3 separate regions of the Mus musculus genome follow, and regions 1 and 3 are each linked to region 2. The links are chromatin contacts, called in public HiChIP or PLAC-seq maps. All regions are on one chromosome and are shown on one strand. The core of a region is the stretch at or near the end of the contact, and the rest is flanking DNA. Distances in the headings are between cores, read along the strand shown. Region 1 holds the start of Spata33 (spermatogenesis associated 33). Region 2 overlaps Cbfa2t3 (CBFA2/RUNX1 translocation partner 3). Region 3 holds the start of Spata2l (spermatogenesis associated 2-like).

What was found. HiChIP or PLAC-seq counts read pairs in DNA pulled down with a chosen protein or histone mark.
Region 1: a contact with region 2 is called in an HNF4G HiChIP or PLAC-seq map of pancreatic cancer cells. The contact joins the promoter of Spata33 here to the enhancer-like site in region 2. A contact is called at or near these places in 3 of 39 promoter capture datasets (cranial neural crest, embryonic stem cells and liver), 1 of 15 datasets of contacts at CTCF or cohesin (large pre-B cells), 9 of 484 Hi-C or Micro-C datasets (the G1E-ER4 cell line, brown adipocytes, cardiomyocytes and 5 more), 10 of 115 datasets of contacts at active chromatin or transcription factors (bone marrow-derived macrophages, differentiating embryonic stem cells, embryonic hindbrain and 6 more) and 5 of 9 other capture datasets (adipose tissue, embryonic stem cells, liver and 2 more).
Region 3: a contact with region 2 is called in a FOXA1 HiChIP or PLAC-seq map of pancreatic cancer cells. The contact joins the promoter of Spata2l here to the enhancer-like site in region 2. A contact is called at or near these places in 8 of 39 promoter capture datasets (the C10 cell line, the HPC-7 cell line, cranial neural crest and 3 more), 1 of 484 Hi-C or Micro-C datasets (bone marrow-derived macrophages), 3 of 115 datasets of contacts at active chromatin or transcription factors (fetal liver, pancreatic cancer cells and stem cell-derived neural progenitor cells) and 2 of 9 other capture datasets (adipose tissue and embryonic stem cells).

Annotation. Positions count from the first base shown.
Region 1 is chr8:123,210,641-123,214,126 of GRCm38.p6, forward strand. It overlaps Spata33 (spermatogenesis associated 33), which reads left to right and starts at 2,218. Exons shown (of 3, transcript NM_177279.4): 1 at 2,218-2,357; 2 at 2,448-2,597. The coding sequence starts at 2,321. Chmp1a (charged multivesicular body protein 1A) reads right to left here and starts at 2,148. Exons shown (of 7, transcript NM_145606.3): 1 at 2,026-2,148. The coding sequence starts at 2,032.
Region 2 is chr8:122,634,657-122,638,009 of GRCm38.p6, forward strand. It overlaps Cbfa2t3 (CBFA2/RUNX1 translocation partner 3), which reads right to left. Exons shown (of 12, transcript NM_001109873.1): 7 at 3,338-3,353; 8 at 1,098-1,183; 9 at 293-491. Among named protein-coding and RNA genes, the nearest start is that of Pabpn1l, 14 kb to the left of the region's middle. Within about 2 kb of position 1,330, at least 64 of the 459 cell types and tissues checked have an H3K27ac peak or open chromatin away from gene starts, as enhancers often do. A contact at or near this core is called in fetal liver, pancreatic cancer cells and pancreatic islet, where this site is marked.
Region 3 is chr8:123,234,780-123,238,335 of GRCm38.p6, forward strand. Spata2l (spermatogenesis associated 2-like) reads right to left here and starts at 1,479. Exons shown (of 3, transcript NM_030176.3): 1 at 1,371-1,479; 2 at 739-1,070. The coding sequence starts at 1,041. 4933417D19Rik (RIKEN cDNA 4933417D19 gene) reads left to right here and starts at 312. Exons shown (of 3, transcript NR_045849.1): 1 at 312-774.

The DNA of each region.
Region 1 (3,486 bases), core at 968-3,467, 580 kb after region 2:
CCCAAAGGCAAATAGATGGAATTAGTGTGGGGGTAAGCCTGAGGTCACCGAAGAGGCTACTCCATGACAGCTGGCATTTCTAAGCCACAGCACCAGGCTCCAGCACACACTATTCCCACCTGTACTAAGCCAAAATAGGAACAACCAAACTAGCTACTCATTCAAAAACTTGGAACGGGACAGGCGGTGATGGCACACGCCTTAAATCCCAGCACTAGGGAGGCAGAGGCAGGCAGATTTCTGCGTTTCAGGCCAGCCTGGTCTACAGAGTGAGTTCCAGGACAGCCAGGGCTACACAGAGAAACCCTGTCTTGAAAAACAAAAACAAAAACAAAAAAGAAACAAAAACTTGGGACAGGCAAATTCAATTTCTTATGTTTGCTGTTTTGAGACAGGATTCCCACTCAGACTCACTAAGTAGCCGAGGCTGGGGACACTTTGACCTCTTGACCCTTCTGCCTACCTCCTGAGGGCTGGCATTACAGTTGGAACCACCGCACACCGCATCGGTAACTGGCTCCGTTCCTGAATCTGCAGAGTGCTGTCATACTTAATTTCTAAAGCCTTACCCTAGCAGTCCAGACTCAGGGCACTGAGGGTCTGTGGATGCAGACAGGGCCTGGCAGAGACCTGCCGGGCTGCAATCACCTCTGTGCATCTCTCACCACTCAGGGTAGGCTGACCATGACACAGTGACTGGAGGAACAGTGTCACCTAGGTATGGTCCAGCCATTTCACTAGTTTTAGGACACTGGCCAAATCGCCCCCATTTTAGCCCGTACTTTCATGTAGACTCTAGAGGGACTGGACTCTGAAAATCGGGAGAACCCTGTTGTGAGCTGCAGAGTGAACTGTAATGTCAGACAAGGGTCCATCTTCTTCCCAAGGGACAGTCTAGGATTCTTTTTTGCTTGTTTGTTTTTGTTTTGTTTTTCGAGACAGGGTTTCTCTGTATAGCCCTGGCTATCCTGGAACTCACTTTGTAGACCAGGCTGGATTAAAGGCGTACGCTACCACGCCTGGCTCAGTCTAGGATTCTTACGTCTTCTACAACAATGACACAGTACTTTAGCTTTCTACATTTCAGAAAGCAGTTTAAAAACAAAACAAAACCTCCATTACAGCCCTAGGCGGTGGCACAGACCTTTAATCCCAGCAGTGGGGAGGCAGAAGTAGGCAGATCTCTGAGTTCAAGGGCAGCTTGGTGTATACAGTAAGTTCTAGGCCAGCCAAGGCTACATAGAGAAGCAGTCTCATACAAACAAAAACTCTATGATACTAGCCCATAAAACCTATTATGAGTTCCTTGGGAGTCTAGAGGTTGGAGCCACGGCAGGTCGAAGTGACTCGTGACTCATACTGCTACGGGTGGTTCCCTTCCAACCTGTTAACCTAAGGTTAACCGGGCCCTCCTACTAGGAGGGAACCCAAAATCCTACTGTTTGGCACTTGAACTCCTTTGTATCTTAATTACTATTTCTCTGGGTACTTTTCTGGTGCCTTCTGACCACACTCCGTTGTCCCCAAACAGAAACAAAACAAACAGGGAGAGTGGCTAGTGGAAGTGGCCTGGATCGGGGGTCGGGTGTAGGATCATTTGGACAAGATTCAGGGTTTGGATCCCGGGCGTGGGGTGCAGGCCTGGGGAGATCTGGTAAAGAAACAAGACCCAGGGGTAAGAGCTGGCTGGGGGTCTGGAATCAAGAATCGGGAGCTGGCTTCTGCTGGGTTGTGCGATCGAGGCCCAGGAGAGGGTTTCAGCTAGGATGTCAGGGTTCAGGCACCGGGTCGGGTCCTGGTGGCTACACGGGCTGCAGGCCCCAGGGCAGGTCCTAGTCGGAGGTCTCGAGCCCAGTGAGCTGGGGGCGGGTCCCGGTCCGAATACAGGGTATAGACTATGGGTCCCAGGCCCGGGGGGATAGAGTCTGGGGCTGAAGCCCGGGGCGGGTCCGGCTGGGTTATGGGGCTGAGGCGAGACGTCCGCAGACTCCCGCTCCGACCCCGAAGTGGATGACAGCCCCTTACCGTCCATGGCCGGTCGGGCTAGCACAGCCCTCGGGGCGGCGCAGGGGACGCGATGTTACGGACCCGCTGTCTCCGCGAGGGCTTCCGGGGTCGCCACCGCTTCCGGTCGCGCGGCCGGCTGTCGCGAGAAGATAGCTCCGGGGCGGGGCTTGGGCGGGGCCTGGGCGGGGCTCAGGCACGGCTCGCGCGGCACGCGGTTGCCATGGTAATGAGCTCCCGGAGCCTAGTGTGGGTTTTGTGAGTCGGTCGGGTTAACCGGCCCCGAGGCCGCCCGGCTGGAGCGGCGGGGTCACCTATGGGCCAGTCGAAAAGCAAACCCAGAGAGAAGAAAGGTAAAGGGCGCCGCCTGGCGGCGAGGCCCGCCCTCCGTGCGGGCGTCCGCGGGCTGTAGGTCTAACGGCTTGTCCGTCCGTGTGTTTCAGAGGAGGAGAAGAGCACTACCACTTTAGTTACAAAGTCTAAGGAGAAAGTAATGGAGAAGGAGGCCAAGCAGTCTGACAAGGAGTCGCAGCCTGCCGAAAGCCTGTTGTTCGCGACATCCAAGCACTCAAGGCCGTCGTCTTCGTCTGAAGGTAGGGAGATCCAGAGGAGACCGGCCGCGGCAAGGCAGCAGGGATGGGACCTCTTTCTAAGGATGATGACCCGGGAGGTAAATATTACAGGGTTCTCGGTGCAGGGAAGGTGAGCGAGAGCACTGCCCTTGGCTCTAGGCTAGGCTATAACAGGGATTTCAAGGGCATCTTGTATATCTGGAGACCCTGTTTCAGAAGGAAAAAAGAAATTGAGACGAAACTTGAGCGATCCATAAAGTGTTCCCCAAAGAGGGTTAGTAGGGTGCTCTCTGGTCCCACAGTGATCCCTTCAACATGTTACAGCTTGGAGCAGAATTCTCCTCGGGTGATTGGCCAGGCTGCTGTGTGACTGACTCCTGAGCGGAGAGGGCTTGGTGTCCCTCAGCCTGGCCACAAAGATGGGAGGGCGTCTCAAGGTAGAAAGGACCGTGAGTGGGACAAAAGTGTTTCTTTTCACACCCAGCATTTGGCAGACACCAGAAACTGCTGCGAATTCCACTTTTCCCCGAGGCAGACGTTTGGCCTGTTTCTACCTTTTATAGTAGCTTGGTATGGCCACACAGAAGGAAACGTACAGAGCCTTCCGACACTGTGACACCCCCCCCCCCCCCATTGTCAGAAATAGAACTGTTGCAGGTTTAAAACAAGGAAGGCATTAGGAATTGGATGCTTTGTCTTTCTGGTTCCAGAATGGAGGCCTGTATGAAAAACAGAGCCCTAGGAGGACCTACCCCAGGCTCACTGCCGGAATCTGGTGGAAGCCAGAGGCGCAGTAGCCGAGGACAGTTGAGAAGGATTGGAGGTAGAAAGCACAGACCCTCCTCTCATTTGAGAAAGAGGTTGAGGCACCCATGGGTCTTGGGGAGGCAGTTTGAAATCCAGGTGCTGG
Region 2 (3,353 bases), core at 80-2,579:
CCTCACCCCCATCTCCGTAGGCACCGCTGTGGTGGATGGGTAAATAGAAGCCCTCGGGTGCCTCCTCCTAAGCCTGGCCTGTACCTACCAGAATCTGGAAGGTCCAGGCTCCCTAGCAGGCCAGGCACATCTTTATGCCATGGGAAAGGCCCCCCTTTCCAAGTGAGGCTTCCTGTTTAAGTAAGGACCGAGTGTTGGCTAGCTTTCTGGAGAATTAGTGGCATCCTACAGAGACTGTATAGGGCTAGCAACCTCTCGCTACAGGTCCTCCATGTTCTTGCTTGGTACACACCTAGCTGAGACCCCTCAGGGCCACTGCAGCTGTTGAGGGACCGGGCAGAGATGGGGGTAGGGCCCTTCTTCCCCTCCTCAGAGTCACTGTAGCACCGGATCCAGTGGTTGAGTTCCTCACGGTCGGCCTCCTGACACCGGCGCAGGACGGTGAGGGATCGCCGGGTCTTCTCCACCATGTCCATGATGCAGTTCAGAAGCTGCGGGCGGGTGGCAGGGCCTTCAGGACGTTGGAACCGGGGCTGTGGCCAGATGTGGCCATCCAATATGGAGGGGGTGGTCAGGGAGCCAGCTCAACGTCCCTGAAGGCGGGGCACAGAAATCTATACCTTGGCTCCCCACAAACAGTGAAATGACTCCCAGTGCCTGTGGGCACCCAACTTGAATGGAATCTTCTTTGGATGCATGGTAGGGGTGGAAGGGGCTTGGGCTGTTTCCTTCAAAACTCTCATTGCCAAGAAAGGTGCATGAGGGCCAGGGGAGTGGAGGTCCACCTGGCCTGACCAGGGGCTCAGGCACAAAGATGTCCTACATCACTGGGGCTTGACTCTGCAAGTGTCTGAGCAGGAGATGGTAGAGGAGGAAGAGCCAGTGTGCATGGCTCTTTGGCAGCATCCTGACAGGCCAACAGTGGATAATGACCCTCACATAAAAGGGCGGGCAGCCAGTGGGCATGCCGGTGGGTCCTACCAGGAGATGCTGAACCAACCCAGAGGAGCGCAATCTCAGCGTGGATCTCCCCACCCCAGCCTTGTGCAGATGTTCAGGGAGTCACACGGGCGTGGCAGCCCCACCTGGGCACTCACACTGTTGAGGTGCTTCCATTCTTCTGCCCACTCGCGTTCTGTGAGCCTGTGATCAATCACTTCTTCTTGTCGAGACCCAGGTATGGCTGTAGAAAAGGCCACACACAGTTAGGCCCCCATGCGGATGACTAAGCCCTGACTTGGATCTCAGGCCCTGCCCCTACTCCCAGGTGCCTCCTACTTCCTACACCAGGGGCGTCGGGAATCTAAACCAGGCCACCTCTGTTGTGCCTCATGACTCACTGCCTCCCGGTAACCTGCTAACCCAGCTCTTCTCGCTTCGCCCATTTCTGATAGGCAGCTCTAGATGAACTCACTTTAAAGGTTTCTCTTATCACGGTCCAGAAACCTCCAGGCCTCTGGGCAGCTGCTTAACTTAGGTGTGTTTATGACTTCCTTTCAGATAACTGCACTCCTATGCATTCCTCAAAGTCCAGGCCCGAGGGGCCCCTCCACAGCTGTAGTCTTTGGAATTCCTCAGGCCGTGTGTGTGTGTGTGTGTGTGTGTGTGTGTGTGTGTGTGTGTGTGTGTGTGTGTGTGTCTGGTCTCTAGGTACAAGATCTCCCTGTTTACTCTACTATCCCTGCTCCCAGACTGTCAGCTCCATGAAGAAAAATGGCGTGTTGTGTTTACCTCTGTGTCCCAGGCTGAACTCTGACCTGGGTGTTTACCCCCCCCCCCCAGTTCAATCTTGGGATCAGATCTACCTGCAGCAGGATCAAAGCAGTAATCCAGGATGGTTCATTCTCCGTGGGATCCTGGGGCCCTTATGTTGCCACTCCCTGCCTCAGTTTCCCAACCCTGCCTAGTTCTTGCATCATAAGTAGTTAGAAAGAAAAGCCCCAAGCTGACCTGATAAACTTGAGGGGTGTGCCCACAGTTACCAGGCAGAAAGTGGAGAGGCGGTGTTGGGTGTAAGGAGTCTGAATCTGGATCGGGAATGACCAAATGGGGTGTGGCGGGGTGTGGGGTGCCACTGGCTGGGGCGTGAGGAACATGATGGCCCTGTCTTGGTTTCCCTGCAATGTCAAATGCTCCCAGTGTCCTAACTGAGGCTGTGCAGGTGACCTGGCAGCAATCCAGACTTCCTGGGGGGTGGGGGGAGGCAAAACCTCTCTTTTAAGCAGCCATCAGCGCCTTAGGACCTCCTGCTACCCTAACCTGAAATGCCTCCCTGAGTTGCAGAAGGGCGGGGAGTGGCCACAGCCGTCATCCAGCACCCTCTCTGGCTGCCCACGAGGGGCCTGTGCCAACGCCCAAACTAAAATAGAGGCTGAGATCTGTGCGACAGCTGGCGTTTATTTTTGCATTAGCAGAAGCGGGTGGGAATTAGCACCTGCCTGACCCGGCTGTGGTGAGCCAGACACTGTCACCTGCTGCCTAGGACCAAGCCCTGGAAGCTTCCATGGTGTGGGGGCAGGGAAAGGCCTCTGTTGACCCTGCTCTGGGACCCTATTGGCATTCTGAGTGACCCTGGATGGTCATTTCTAACATTACGTTCCAACACACCAGGGTGTGGCAGGGACGGCCATCTCTGGGTTTCCGCAGAGTGTCGCTGTGCCCACCCATGGCTGCCCCACTCATACTCCTTGGACTTCGGTTTCCTTTGAGGTGTGGGTACAGACTGGGAAATGACAGCGTGCAAGATGAGTGGCATGTGTTCTGTGTCAGCTGCTGTCCTTGTCATCGGTGGCTGGGCCTTGGGGTAGAGTGTGTGTCAGGTGCTCTATCAATAACCTATCCTCACATAATCTCTGTTCTGACAAAGAAAGAAACTGAGGCACAGGGAGGTCACATGGCCCACTTGAGGGTCACTTCTGAATTCGAGGAAAAAAGGCAGCCCTGCTGGTAATCTTACCCTCAGCTACCGTGGCCTCATGCTGCCCAGGGCAGGAGTGTATCCCAAGGATTAGGGTCCTCTACTGTGGTGTTATTCAGTGTGTGAGGAGTGGCGACTTGTCTCTGGAGGGGCAAGTCAGGCTACATGGGCGCTGGGGTGGCTGCTGGCTCCTTATACCCATTTCCTTACTGGACAGCTGAGGTGCTGCTGGCAGCTTCAGTGTCCTCCACTAGAGCATAGGTACAAGCAGGTGCTGACTGAACCCCTAAATAAATGCATGCGGACTCTTTCCGACACCAGCACACGCAGGCGTAAACATGGGCACAAACTCACAGACACACAGGTTCCAGACTATGTGTTCAGACCTCAAGCGGTTGACGGCCCTCTCACACCGCTTACCCAGGGGCCGGTGGCG
Region 3 (3,556 bases), core at 229-2,728, 600 kb after region 2:
CTCGACTTAAGAGAAAAGGGGCTTTTCCCTAAAACCACACAGCTAGGAGGCTCTATCCTTGCCAGCTCCACCCCAACACTATTTCTGAACTATTCAGTGTGAAGGCCACGCCTGGCTGCCTCTGTCCTCTGGGGCGGATGGGTGGGCTTCTAGCTTGACAGAACTGAATGAAAGTCCTGAGATCTCAGGTATTCCCGTGGAGCAGCAGGCTGGTGGGGTGTGGAGGGGGAGACGTTACCATGACAACCGGTGGAGGTTTACCTCGCCCACGTGCATTCTGACGTCATTGCCTTCCCACTCAAAATTAGCTCAGAGCGGCCCTACCCCCTCTAAGTGGTCTGCCATCTGACCTAAGGACTAGGCCAGCCCTGGACCTGGCCGCCTAACCTGGACCCAGGCAGGAATAAGATCCCTGCTGTTCTGATCTGCTGTTCTCTTCCCAGTCTTAGCAGCCTCCTTTTACAGATGGGGACCAGTCCACATCTTAGAGGAGTTAGGATGACCATAGGACATCAAGTACCTCCCTCACCCACCCACGTCTACCCTAGAATTTCCATGGCAACTAGGGCAGTGAGACTACTTTGAGGACAGCCATATAAGTTCTAGGTGAATGACTGGTAGGCATGCATCCCAACACGCCCACGAGCCCTCAACGCAGAACCCTCCCCTGAAGAGGATCTGCAGCCCTCAAACAGCCTGGACAAGGACGGGAGTGAAGGAGCACCACTGATGCCATACCTTGATAGTGGTGAACTCCTTTCTCCAGGGCAGCAGGTACAGGTGCACAGCGGCCAGCTCTAGGAGCTCAAAGGCGCGGGCCAGATCTTGGAGGGCCGGTGCCAGGTCAGCCCGCCCCCACAGGCCATCAGTGAACAGGGCTAGCGCATCGTCCTGTAGCGCCCCGTGCAGGTCAAAGTCTTCCACCAGAATCTGCCAGAGCACCGCGCGCAGCGAGGGGTCGCCGCAAACGCCCGCGCGGCCGCGCCGCAGCTCGCGCTCCAGGCACTGGCGATAGTCCTCGGACAGTGAGCTGCTGCCCATCCTGATCAGGTCCGGGATGAGGTGTCAAACTAGAGACCATGTCATCTCAGCTGTGTGTGCGACTCTCAACCCCGCACCCAGCAAGCCCAGGGCTCCCTCCAACCTGGAAATAGGGACCTTGGCAGCTTAGCCAACTCTCGGAATCTATGGTCCCTGAGACGTGGACGCTGACAGCTCAGTGACCACAGTATTTGTAGCCTCCCCTCCCCAGGACACCTTCAGCCCCGCTTGCTGAGCGTCCTCGTATCAACAGCTCCGCTCCCACTAGCTGAACCTCTTGCAGCCAGAGCCCCTCTCCCACTGACGGTCCCCGTGGGCGGCGGTGCTACCTGCTAGTCGCCAGCTATTCCAGAGAGCTCCGCTTGGGCCTGGGTCTCTCCTCGCTCTTCCGCAGAAAGTCAAGCCCGCCCCTTGGCCTTGGTCGTGACGTTGGTGGGCGAGGCTGGAGTCGGGTGCCGCCCTTTCGGCTAAGTAGGAGGGTGGAGGTGTAGGCGTGGCCTGGGCGAAGCTGGGCGTGGCCCTCCCCTGCAGCTCACCTTTTGAAGTTCTCTCAGATTCACTAGTTAGTCTTTCAGCTAGTCTGAGTGGGAGTACACAGTGGGTGTATGATCACTGGTCGCCAAGATGTGCCTAGCGGAACCGGTCTGAACCAGGCTGGACTTTGGCTCCTCAAGCCAACCCACAGAATAGCCAAATACCGGCTAGGCGGGGCCTGTCTTGGCAGATCATGGACCAAAGGAGGTCAAACACACGTATTTAAGTACAATTTAAAACGGGTGGGGTGGTGGACTGCCCAGTGGGTATGAGCACCTGCGTGGCAGCTCATTTTTTTGTCTTTAACTCCAGTTCCCAACATCCACTTCTGGCCCCTGCATCTGGTGTTTTTGATGCACATGCATGCAAACAAAATAATTATAAATAATAGAACGGGAGGTCCTTCGGACTGCCTCTGCAGGCTTTGTTTCCTGGTCTCTGGCACTTCATTTCTTAGTCCCTGAGAAAGTCGGTTAGGGAGTATTTGAGGCAGGATGAATGTATTCACCCTCCAGGACAAGGTGTTCCTTAAGTGTGTGACCTACAGACCTTCAAAACTGACCGGGATCCTGAAATCCAAGAATTGGTCTGGGTGACCTCAGGGAAACTGTTAACCTCAACTTGCTGTGGTCTTAGGCAACTCACTCAGGACCGAAGGCACCTTCTCCTTAATCTTAAACCCTAAGCTTCGTGTAAGCAGTAGCTTTTGCTTCATCCACTTCTGGGCAGCCTGCACCCTCGATCTCTCCAGCTCACCAAGCCTAGGCCAAGTTTGATCAAATAGAACCTGGCATAGGGGAGGTATCTGTCTTCTTGAATTTCTCACAGTCAAAGGACTTCAGATCGTGTAACTAAGCAGGCCACAGTCCCCAGGTGCCCTGCTGGCTATCACTGAACATAGAGGTCTTTTGTTGTGAGCTCACCAATCCAAAGGGGAACCTTGGTTGGCTTTCGAGGTTGCTTCAACTCACAGTGACATAGTTTAACTTCTGACAAATCATAAAGATTCCATGCTTGCCTTGTTTCAAGACAAGCCTGGATCCCGCCTGCGGCAGAACAAGGGGATTAACAGAAAAAGGAAGAGGCCTTGGGGGCAGGGGTGTGACCCTGAGGTAGAACAATTGCTTGCTTTGTGTAAGGTCCCCAGGTTCAGTCTCTAGCATTGCAAAAAATTATGTTACACTAACGTCGAAGCTAATGTTCACCTGCAAAAGTGTTCTTTTCTTCTATTTGTAACTTGTAAATTATTCTGGATTGGGATGAGCCTTGAACTAACGATATTGATGTTCTTCCTCCAACCTCTCTCTCTGTGTGTGTGTGTGTGTGTGTGTGGCCCTAGCTGTCTTACAAGTATCTTTGTAGACCAGGCTGGCCTAGAACTCACAAAGAGCCACCTGCCATTGCTACTTACTTTTCTTGCTATCTCAGGGCACACAATGTGTACTCTGTACATCCTCCACACACCTTAGTTTCAGCAGGGCAGATTGGCACTAGTGAGGCCATTCAAACTCATCTTGCCTGGGACTGTAAGCTGCTTTCTTTTTTTTTTTTTTAATTGTTTTTTATTCCGTATTTTCCTCAATTACATTTCCAATGCTAGCCCAAAAGTCTCCCATACCCTCCCCCCCACTCCCCTACCCACCCATTCCACTTTTTGGCCCTGGCGTTCCCCTGTACTGGGGCATATAAAGTTTTTGTGTCCAATGGGCCTCTCTTTCCAGTGATGGCCGACTAGGCCATCTTCTGATTCATATGCAGCTAGAGACACAAGCTCCGGGGTACTGGTTAGTTCATAATGTTGTTGCACCTACAGGGTTGCAGATCTCTTTAGCTCCTTGAATACTTTATCTAGCTCCTCCACTGGGGTCCCTGTGTTCCATCCAATAGCTGACTGTGAGCATCCACTTATGTTTTTGCTAGACCCCGGACTAGTCTCACAAGAGACAGCTATATCAGGGTCCTTTCAACAAACGCTTGCTAG